Linked DNA regions of Mus musculus: region 2 is linked to region 1. A link is a contact called in public Hi-C data. All regions are on one chromosome and are shown on one strand. The core of a region is the stretch at or near the end of the contact, and the rest is flanking DNA. Distances in the headings are between cores, read along the strand shown. Region 1 overlaps Galnt17 (polypeptide N-acetylgalactosaminyltransferase 17). Region 2 overlaps Galnt17 (polypeptide N-acetylgalactosaminyltransferase 17).

The links. Hi-C and Micro-C count contacts between places; a contact is called where the count stands out from the background.
Region 2: a Hi-C map of cerebellum shows a contact between it and region 1, with 2.1 times the contacts expected there. The contact joins two enhancer-like sites. A contact is called at or near these places in 1 of 39 promoter capture datasets (hippocampal neurons), 6 of 484 Hi-C or Micro-C datasets (cerebellum, embryonic stem cells, nephron progenitors and 1 more), 2 of 115 datasets of contacts at active chromatin or transcription factors (VIP interneurons and astrocytes) and 1 of 9 other capture datasets (embryonic stem cells).

Annotation. Positions count from the first base shown.
Region 1 is chr5:130,936,075-130,941,754 of GRCm38.p6, reverse strand. The region is part of intron 6 of Galnt17 (polypeptide N-acetylgalactosaminyltransferase 17); the gene reads left to right. Among named protein-coding and RNA genes, the nearest start is that of Gm40337, 84 kb to the right of the region's middle. Within about 2 kb of position 3,329, at least 62 of the 459 cell types and tissues checked have an H3K27ac peak or open chromatin away from gene starts, as enhancers often do. A contact at or near this core is called in VIP interneurons, cerebellum and hippocampal neurons, where this site is marked.
Region 2 is chr5:131,004,083-131,009,762 of GRCm38.p6, reverse strand. All of the region lies in intron 5 of Galnt17 (polypeptide N-acetylgalactosaminyltransferase 17), which reads left to right. Among named protein-coding and RNA genes, the nearest start is that of Gm40338, 78 kb to the left of the region's middle. Within about 2 kb of position 2,277, at least 45 of the 459 cell types and tissues checked have an H3K27ac peak or open chromatin away from gene starts, as enhancers often do. A contact at or near this core is called in VIP interneurons, cerebellum and hippocampal neurons, where this site is marked.

The DNA of each region.
Region 1 (5,680 bases), core at 2,080-4,579:
CTTTATGCATACCAGCGAGGGCTCCCAGGTATGTTTGTCTTGAGACAGTTGTGTTGTTGCTGCTGTTTTTAATTTTGCTTTGCTTTTATAATACTGAAGATTAACATCAATAAGACAAGCAGCTCCAACCTTCACTGGAGGAGTCTAGGCAGAAGATTTATCACTGAGCCACACCCCCAACCCCTCATTAGGGGATTCTGAGCAGAAGATCTATTACTGAGACAAACCCCTAGCCCCTCACTAGGGGAATCTAGGCAGGTGCTCTACCACTGAGCCACGCCCCCAGCCCCTCCCTGGGGGATTCTAGGCAGGTGCTCTACCACTGAGCCACGCCCCCAGCCCCTTACTGGGGGATTCTAGGCAGGGGCTCTACCACTGAGCCATGCCCCCAACCCCTCCCTGGGGGATTCTAGGCAGGGGCTCTCCCACTGAGCCATGCCCCCAGCCCCTCACTGAAAGATTCTAGGCAAGTACTCTATCAATGAGGTACATCTTAGACTCTCACTTAAGTTGCCCAGTCTGGCCTTGAAGTTACCCTTTAGTCCAGTTAGCCCTTAAACTTGTGACCCTCCTGCCTCAGTCTCTTGTGTAGCTGAGATTACCAGACTGAACCTTCAGGCACGGCTGACATTGTTATATCATAGACAAATGTGTCTTTGACTTGCCCACTGACTGTTACTTTTGAGTAGGCCCCACTGTCTCCATGAATGTCTCTGCTGGACCTTTTCCTCACTGCAATGCCTGGAGCACAGCAATACAGAATAGATGTTTCTAGATGTCACAGACTCCTTCTTGGAGCCCCGAGTAGCCGTGCACTATGGAAAACAAACCACACTTCTTTTATTTGGGGTTTAATACACAAACTCTTGGGAAACGAGAGGAGCTGTAGATGATCAAGTGCTGTGAAAGGCAAAAAAGCAAACAAAAACAAAACAAAAAACCCGGAGAAAGGGGGATAGCACGATATGAGATAATCTAGAATGCTCTGATACCGGGTGCAATGGGAAAACTGGAATAGTACCTAAACCCAAAGACTGGTGTTTCAGTCTAGAGGAGTCAGACCCTCAGCAGTGATGGAATGCTTTGGAGAAATGTGTAGAAAGCAAAGGGAGAAAGTCCCCCAGTGTGACCCATCAGAACCAAATTCAAATTTATACTGTGTTAGTTTTTATTACTGGGATAAAATGCTATGAGCAAAAGTATCTTATAAAGGAAATGGTTTACTTTGCCCTGTACTTTCCCAATGGATAGAATCTATTATAATGGGAAAGGCTGGACAGTGGAAACCTGAGAACATTCTCACAACTTGAAGCAGGAAGATGGCACTTCACTTGAACAGGAAGCAACAGGAAAGAACAGGAAGTAGGGTGAGGCTACAAACCCTCAAAAGCCCACCTCCAGTGACATACTTCCTCCAACAGAGCTCTACTTCCTAAAAGTTCCATAGCTTTCTTAAACAGCACCGCCAACTGGCGACCGAGTGTTTCGAACATGTGAGCCTAAAGGAGACGTTTCACATTCAAACCACCACACACACCAGCACACCCATATCCAGCCACATCTTGGCTTTTAATTGTTTACCCCACCTTTCTGTGGAAGTAATCAAGCCAAAGACCTGTTCTGAGGAGATGTGAAGAAATGTCTGTCCGCCCTAGACAGGGTGCAGACATGAACAACAGAAACAAGTATTTCCAACCAGGGGCAAGTTGGTGAAACAATGAATTTAACTGGAGTTACCCTTCTGAAGTTAAGTGCATATAAAAATAATCTGTTGATGCTCTGGGCTGACCTCTTCATAGTCTGCGTGTGTGTCTGCATATGTGTGCATGTGCGTGTGTGTGTGTGTGTGTATGCGTGTGTGTATGCACATGTGTGTTTGTGTGTTCATTTTGCTTTTTCTTTCTTTTTCTTTTTTTTACTTCTTAGTATGAATGGCTGACCTGGCCTTCAGCATCATGCCCTTCATACATTTATTCAAATTAATTTTTTTTCATTTTGAATCAAAGGAATTCACAGAGATGAGAGTGTGGTATAGCAAGCCATTGTGTAGATGTTCAGCTAAAGCATGGGCTCTTTAGCGTACTGGCTAAATGAAAGGTACTGTTGTATTAATACATTTAATTTGACATAATTACTTGGCACAATGAGAACCTGAAGTGATCTATTCCTTCCAGAACATTCATTACCCCCACTGTGACAGACAGTGAGAACATGCATCCCTGCAACCGTTTCCTTTGGGAAGGAAAGGACATTTGGGCTGTAACATTGACGGAAAACCAGGATAATTTTCCTCTGAGATTCCTTTGTTCCCTTTCCCCTGAGCTTCTTCATCCCACCCATGTAGATGTCAGCTGGGTTGGGGGAGACCTTCTGCCTAGCTGTGCAGCATGCTCTTGGTTTGCCAGTCCCTGGGAATGGCAAGCACTTCTTTTTCTAGGTCAGGGAATAAAAATTCTAATCCCAAGCTATCAGGTCCTTAGGTGTGAACAGATCCTCCCCTGGGAGTCCCAGCCTGAAGGTGGGTCACTCTGGCCATTCCACTCCCCTGTCCCTAGACTATGGTAGCCCCTGCCGATGCTGGGAGGCCTGGCTTTGAATCCAAGCCAACCTTGGTTGCTGGTTCCAATTAAAAAGCAATTGCATTCCCAGCAGTTCAAGACTGCAGCCAAAAATACAGCCTGTTCAGAAAAAAAAAAAGCCTGGTCTTTTTTGAGAAGCACTTACTCCACAAAAGGGCTAGATGCTGCTCATGACAGCCAGTGACAACACAGTCAAGTGTGGCACAAATTTAGACGTTCAAAGATGAAACCAAAAAGGAGCCAGTTTGCCCTGGATTATCTGGTGACAGCAGTGAGATTTTCTGTTGGTTTTTGTGTTCTCTCTCTCTCTCTCTCTCTCTCTCTCTCTCTCCCTCCCTCCCTCCCTCCCTCCCTCCCTCCCTCCCTCTCACTCCCTCCTTCCCTCCCTCCCTCCCTCTTTCCCTCTCTTTCCTACCACATTTATTAGAGGATAAACAAGAGCTGACCTTTTGTCAGGCAGCAAGGAACCAGAACGATTGCATTAAGGAAATCAAAGGCGAGAAGGTCAGAGGGTCACCATTAACCACACTGGGGAGCTGTCATCCGTGGCTGCCTCAGCCAAGTGGGCATCCATCTCTCCAGGAGTGGTCAGTCTGTACTCCCTGGGAGGGCCAATAAGCAGGCAGAGCTGGGGGGGGGGGGTGGACGACAACGACTGCAGACCACATGTTCAGCTTTCTCCACAAGTGGGATGGTGGTGCCTCTGTCCTAAAAGGCTGTTGGGTATAAAAGCTCATCCACTCGGAAGGAAGTTAAGAACCCCCTAACTAGATGTGCATGCCTGCGGGCCTGCCTGTGAGCTCAGCATGTGGGAGGTGGAAGCAGATGGATTGTGAGTTCCATGTAAGCCTGGGGTACTCAGAAAGACTGTTCCAAAAGGAGAGGGGAAGAGGAGGGGGAGGGAGGCAGAAGAGGGGGAGGAGGAAGAAGAGGAGGAGAGAGAAGGCAAACAGGAGAACCAGACAAAGGAAACAAAGAGGGAGGGTCCGCCAGAGGAGGAGGAAGCAGAGGTCTGTCTAGCTTGTCTCAACTGGTTGATGCTCCAAGTTTTCCTTGAGAGTTTTATTTTCTTTTTTAAAATGTTAGCTATTTTGATTTTGATTTATGTGTATACATGTGTATTCTACCCGGTACCTGGAGAGGCCAGAAGAAAGTATCAGAACCCCCTGGGGCTGTTTTTCCAGGCTGTTGTAAGCAACCCAATGTGGTTACTGGAAACTGATCTTGGGTGCTTGTATGAGCAGCAAGTGCTTTGAACCACTGAGCCATCTCGCTTCTCAAGACTCTGATTTTTCATGTAAGTAATCTGGGGTTTTTATGATAAGACCATTCAACTATATCACCCACAAAGCTAGGATTTCCAAACACAGATCATCTTGTAACCCATAATTTGGGAATGTGACTCAGATTAAAGTCGATCAACCCATTTCCGGTAGGAAGGATGTTGAACCTGGGCTTGGGCATGGTTGACACACCTGCAATCTCAGTACAGTGGATGTAAAAGCAGGATTATGACTTAGACTGGGCTCCAGGAGACCTTGTCTAAAATTGTCAACAACAAAAGAAGAATGAAAGGAAGGTTTTTGTTGTTGTTGTTCATTTTTTTTCCCCTGTTTGAGACAGAATCTGACTGTCTTAGGGTTTTATTGCTGTGAGCAGACACCATGTCCAAGGCAACTCTTATAAACGACAACATTTAATTGGGACTGACTTACAGTTTCACAGGTTCAGTCCATTATCATCATGGCGGGAAAGCATGGCAGCATGCAGGCAGACACGGTGGTGGAGAAGGCTACATCTTGATCCAGAGGCAGTCAGGAGACTGTCTTTTGCAGGCAGCCAGGAGGAAGGTCTCTCTTCTACACTGAACCCTGGGAGCCCTCAAAGCCCGCCTACACAGTGACACACTTCCTCCAGTGAGGCCACACCTCCTAATAGTGCCATTTCCCATGGGCCATGCATATTCAAACCACCACATTGACTATGTAGCCCTTGCTATCCTGGTACTTAATATGTAGTCCAGGCTGGTCTCAAACTCACATAGATCAGCCTGCTTTTGCCTCATGAGAGTGGTAATCAAAGGTGTGCACCGCCATGCCTAGCAAGAAGAAAGAAAAGAATAAATGAGTGAAGGATTTATTTTGGCTCAGTTTCAGAGGTCCAGTTCATGGTGAGGATGGCTCCCAAGTGCATGGGTAGAACCTTGTAGTTGTAGAACATATGCTGGAGTCCTTTCTTTACTTCTTAGCAGAGAGGAAGCAGAGAAGTGAAGATAGATGGAGGAGCCAGGGCAAAATGTAACCAGAGCACATACTCTTAGTTGCCTACTTATATCTCCGGCTTACCACTACTTTCCAATAACAGCATCCCATTATAAATCCCTCAAAGAATACATTGGTTGCCTCAGAGTCCTCAGGATCTTCCATTGTCTTTGAAAGTTCCCTCCCGGTCACACCATGAAGCTGTGCTGTCCTGATCTCCTAGGTATGTTTTAGTCCAATCAAATTGACCATTCTATGTCTTGTGAAGAAGGTGCCCCACTTATCTCCAACCACCAACTTGACACAACCTAGAGTCATCTGAGATCCGAGGGGAGGCTCAGTCAAGGGAATTTTCAAGTGATGCGGATGTAGAATACTTTGCTTTGATTTTGGTCCTCTAAGGAAAAGGAGTATGGGGACCTGACAGCTTTTGTCTTTCATTCACACACTGGTTATATATATATATTTTTTTTCACAATGTCTGGACCATTTTACCCATTCGTGGGTGGGGTGGGGTGGGGGACTCAGAACTTTTCGGCAGAAAATGAGCAATTACTAGGAGTATAAAGCTCTGCAAGTGTCACCTTCCTGCTGACCTGCCTCTTCTGTTCTTTCTTGCTTGTCATTCTCTTCTGAAATCAGCAAGTACTTTTCCGACTTTGGATAAATACCAGGTTTATCCCCCAAGTCTCAATTCACACCAGCTTGCAAATTCAGATCACACTGAAAATCCAAATGACTAGCTTCGAGACAATGGCCTTTGTGTGGCCACTAATGAAAGATTTAATACAGAGCTCTAGAGACAGGATTTGAGCCTCGGATTTCACTGGACTGCATATA
Region 2 (5,680 bases), core at 1,028-3,527, 69 kb before region 1:
GCCAAGTCACTTCCAGTTCAAGTGCCGCCACCTGCACATTCCATAGTCTCCTCAAACAGCGCCACCTGCTGGCAATCAAGTGTCTAAACTCAGAAGTTTCTCGCCAGGCTGGCTTAACATGAAAGACCACCTTTCCCTTTGCTGCCTCCTTCTACAACTGGAAGAACCCCCTTCCCTTCATTCCTGAATCTTACTCACGCCTGAAGAAGTCACACACACACACACACACACACACACACACACACACACACACACCAGTGTTATGGATAGTTTCAAGAGCTTCCAGGAAATCTCCTATTTCCACTATGAAATGAACCATCTATCTTTTACACTCTATAGTTGTTGTTTTAATTAAGGGACTAAAAAGATGGCTCCACAGTTAAGAATGTTTACTGCTCTTCCAGAGGCCTGGATTCTGTTCTCAAGACCCATGTTGTACCTCGCGCAGCCTCCTATAACTCTACCCTAAGAGGACCTGACCTGTGGCTCTCTTCTGACTTCTAATGTACTCTTCTGACCCTGTGTGTGTGTGTGTGTGTCTGTGTGTGTGTGTGTGCACAGTAAGCTTTAGACTTGGAGAGATGGCTCTCTGGTTAAGAGCACTCATTGCTCTTTCAGAGGACCTGGCTTTACTTTCCAGCTCCCACCCACGTGGCAGCTCACAATCGTGTGCAATTCTAGTTTCAGGGACTCCAACTCCCTCTTCTGGCTTCTGTGGGCACCAAGCACACAAGTGGTACACAGACATACAAATAGGTGAGCCATTCATGCATAGGAAATAGTGTGGGTTTTTTTTTTTCATTTAAAAAAATATTTTTAAAAGCATTTTTTTGTGTGTGTGTGGGGGGGGGGCAGGAGTGAACATGTGTTCTGGGTGCACATGGAGACCCAATGCTGAGGTTGGGGCTCCTCCTACCTTATTTATAGAGGTGCAGCCTCTCAGTCAACTCTAGAGGTCACCAGCCTGGCTAGTCTCACTAGCCAGCTTGCTGGGGCTCCTTGGACTCACTTCCTCAAGTTGGATTTATGGGTAGGCAACCACGCCCACTCGGGATTTTATGTGGACTTGTAGGGAAGCTCAACTTTGTGAGCCAAGTGCTTAGTAAGCTCTGAGGCATCTCCTTGGCCTCTCGTCTTTGTTTTAGAAACAGCTTTACTTTTGTAAAGCTTTTCTTTCTTTTTAAATTTTATGCTCGCATATCCTACGCATTCACAATCTTGTCCTCAAATCATATCCTCTGTTCAAAAGGTAGTGATCCACTGGACATGGATGCTAGGAATTCAGGTCTTCTGAGAGAGTAGTAAACACTCTTTGCCACTGAGCCATCTCTCCAGCCCTTAATCTTTAAATTTAAACTTTTTTTTAAAAACTGTACCTACTGTTATGTGTCTGAGTTTGTGCATGTGAATGCAGTACCCATGAAGGCCAGAAGAGGGCAGACTCCCCTGGAGCTGGAATTACAGGTGGTTGTTTTCCATTCCACATCATTCGCTTTGCTCCAACTAGTAGCTTTAGGTCTTTCATGGGATGATTTTATGCAGCTAATAAGACCCAGCAGCCACAATGATTTACCCGAAGGACCCCAAAGGACTTCACAGAGACTTGTACATCCATCTCTGCTACAGCACTGCTCATAATAACCAAGTTAAAGAACATGCCTCCCTATCTGGCAGCAGGCAAATATGCATAGACAATGCCCACAACCACCTGGTAAATCCAGCACCAGGGGAGTCTGCCCTCTTCTGGCCTTCATGGGTACTGCATTCAAATGCATGAACCCAGATTCAAACAAGTAAGTGTATGCACAGTTAGTAACAACGTTTAAAAAGACTAGGGGCTGGAGAGATAGCTCAGTGGCAAAGAGGGTTTGCTATTCTTCCAGAGGATCTGAGATCAGTTCCAGGCATCCATGTCCCAGTGGCTCACTACCTTCTGAAACTTCAACCTCAAGTGACCCAATGCTCTTCTCTGGCCTCTGTGTCCCGCACCCCACCCCCACATATACTAACATACACACACATATAAACAGACTGTTTTTTTTTAATGGAAGTAGAATGAAGTTTTATTGTTTAGAGGGAAATGGGTAGAGAGAATCCTATTAGCTGAATTAAACCATCCTCAGAAAGAGCCATTCTGGTCTTGCAGTCTCCACACATGCTCTATAGAAACTGAGGGAACATTGTGAGCCCAGCGCAGCTTTCCTGTCTCCCTTGCCTGACCACCACAGTAACATCGGATTGCCACCGGTGAATCCAGCTCTGGGCCAGCTGCCCACTTTCTCTCTCAGCTCCATTTGTTCTTCCTAGACTTCCATCCAGGCTCAGAGCCCAGCACTTGCCCCACGCTGGCTTGCTTAGCTGATTATTTCTTGCTGGTACATTGGCTGGCACGTTGGATGCCGTCCATCACTCTGTAAGGAGAGGACAGAGACTCCCAGCTGATGCCACTGTGTTTGGTGACACCTCTGAAATCGTGACAGATGGTCTGCATTAGGAGTGGGTTGGAGAGAGGGCTCATCAGTTAGGGGCACTTGCTTCTCCAGAGGACATGAGTTTGGTTCCCAACACCTACAATGGGTGGCTCATAACTCCTTGTAACTCTAGCTCTAGGGGATCTGACACACCTTTCTGGCCTCTACTGGCATTCATACTCACATTCACATACCATTCCCAGTGCCACCCCAATTTATATTCACATTCCGCTCACCCTTGCCCTCCACCAATACACACGGGTAACACATAAATAAAAAAATGTATAAAATCCTTTTTTTTAAAAAAAAAAAAAAGCTTGGCTGTGGAAAGAAGACCCTCATGGATTGTTTCCCTCACCTAAAGTCTGGATTCTAGAAGTTTCCGAATATTAGTTCAAGAAGGTCCCTGCAAAGCTTCCAGTCTAAGTGTTTTCATTTCACAAACAAACCCCAAAGCACCCTGAGAATGACAGACTTGCCAAGGCCTCGTCTCTAATTAGCGGCAGCAGGGAGAATGCAATCAGGGCTCTTTGTGCAGAGCCATAGCCTTCTGGTCTGGTTTTCTTCTCTTGGAAGAAAGGCTATGCCAGAAACCCACCAAGTTGGCCAGTGCTCCATGGCATACAGTTGATTCTAGGCTCCATATAGCCCTCCACCCTCTCTGAACATCTGAGTATTGCTAGCTTTTCCCATTATGCCAGTGGACTACAGTTCCAACCACACAGGGGTGTGTGTGTTTGTGTGTGTGTGTGTGTGTGTGTGTGTGTGTGTGTGTGTGTGTTTAAAGATGTTTGCATATGTGTTTGCAGATGTTTATGGAAGCCAAAGGACATCTTTGGGTGTCATTCCTCAGATTCAGTCCACCATGCTATTTTTCTTGTAGATTTATTTTTATTTATATGTATGTGTGAGTGGGGTGTGTGTGTGTGTGTGTTCTGGTGACAGCACGAGCCAAAAGAGGGCATTGGATCCTTTGGACCTGGTGATTGTGACCCACCCTATATGGGTGCTTGGAACCAAAACTCTACTCTTCTATAAGAACGGTATGCACTCTTAACCACTGAGCCATCTCCCCAGCCCTTCCTTCTACTTTTTTTTTTTAAGGACTGAATATCTTATTGTTCTGCAATTCACTAGAAAGCCTGAACTAGCTGGCTTGTAATCCCCAGGGATCTTTCTGCCTCCACCTCTCCAGTTCTGGGATTATAAGCATGTGACACCATGACTTTTAAAAAAATGGGTTCTAAGGTTAAAGCTTGGGTCATGCTTGAGTAGCAGCAAGCATTTTACCAACTGAGCTTTCTCCTCAGCCCCAGCTCTTGATTTTTTTGATACAGACCCTTAGTATATAGGCTAAGCTGGCATTAAGCCCAAGAGTCTCCTGTCTACATCGCCTGGTTGCTAGGATTTCTGGAATGTGCCACCAAGCCTTGCTTCCTTCATCATTTCTTGATTCACTCAGGGATGTCTGCGTCACTGAGAATCAGTCATGGAGACCAGCAGTTTTCTAAGTTCATTCCCTAGATCATCTGCCTGAGCATCCAGAGTGGAGCTAAATGATGGAACTCCACAGGCCACCTTATGAAAACTCTGTGATTACAGCCCAGCAGTCTTTATTTTAGCCAGTTATCCTCGTGGTTCTGAAATCACCTATATCTGAGGATCACTGACAGAAGTTTTCCCCAGTAGTTGGACTCTCCCAAGGTCTATGCATGGTTCTGGTCTCTAACTGGCTGGGTACATGACCCTGGTATACCAGATGCCTCTTTCAAGTATTCAGTCCTTGCCTTAGTTAGGGTTTTACTGCTGTGAACAGATACCATGACTAAGGCAAGTCTTATAAAGAACAATATTCAAGTGGGGCTGGCTTACAGGTTCAGAGGTTCAGTCCATTATCATCAAGGTGGGAGCATGGCAGTCTCCACGCAGGCATGGTGCAGGAGGAGCTGAGAGTTCTACATCTTCATCTGAAGGCTGCTAGCAAAATACTGATTCTCCAGGCTGCTAGGATGAGGATCTTAAAGCCCACACCCACAATGACACACCTACTCCAACAAGGCCACACCTATCCCAATAGGGCCTCAGCTTCTAATAGTGCCATTCCCTGGGCAGAGCCCATACAAACCATCATAGTCCTCATCCTTGTGAAAAGATGTTCAAGAAAGTAAGCTTGCTTTAAATAACATTTCTGTTTTGAACCTAGAAAAAATTATGAGAGGGACTTGGCTGTGTGCAGCTGATTTATACAAGGGTGACAAGAACTGTATTTCATCTTAATACTGCCTGGCTTTCTTGTTTGTTTTTACCCATTTTTTTAAAAGAACTTTCTGTGCCATTTTGATTTGTGCCTGTATTGGTTACTTTTTTCATTGCTCTGATAAGTTATCTGACAGAAGCAAGGAAACAAGAGTGACTTGGCTCACAGTTTGAGGGTCTACAGTCTACCATGGTGGGAAAGCCTAGCAGTGGGAGACTGAGACAGCTGCTCCCACGGCTCCCACACTTTCTCCCTAATATCTAGCTAAGGGCTTCAGCCCATGGGCTACATTCCTTCCTCCATTAGCCTAACTGAAAAGCTCCTCACAAACATGCCCAGAGGCTGGTTTCTATGGTGATTCTTGATCCTGTCAAGTCGAACATCAATATTAACTGCCATGGTGCATGTTGTCTCTAAGAAGTACACTGATTTTGTTTTAAAAAGTATGGACTTGTGGGTTACAAGTCTAAGTGCTATATGTTTATGGACAAAAACTGGTAACACTGCTTCATCTGACATTCTGCTTTGTATCTTGTTTTTATATAAATTTTATTGGTTTCGGAGAATGTCATACAATCAATTTTGATCACATTTACCCCCACCTCCTCCAAGATCAACCCCTCATCCTAACCCACCCAATTTTGTGTCCTCATGTAAAACAAAACCCAAAAACATGGAGTCAAATTTGTGCTGTCAATATACTTTTGAGCGTGTACCCATCACTGGAATGTGTCCCTACTTGGATTTCTTTGTTTTTATAGATATGTTTGTGTGCCCACTTGTCTATCTGTGCAAAACATACACATATAGGTGCCTGTAGAGGCCAGAAGAGGGAGTCAAATCCCTTGGAGCTGGGAATATATAGGCAGTTATGTACTGCTTAAAGTTAGTGCTGAAAACCAACCTCCGCCCCACTGAAAGAGCAGCAAGCAATCTTAACTGCTGAGCCATT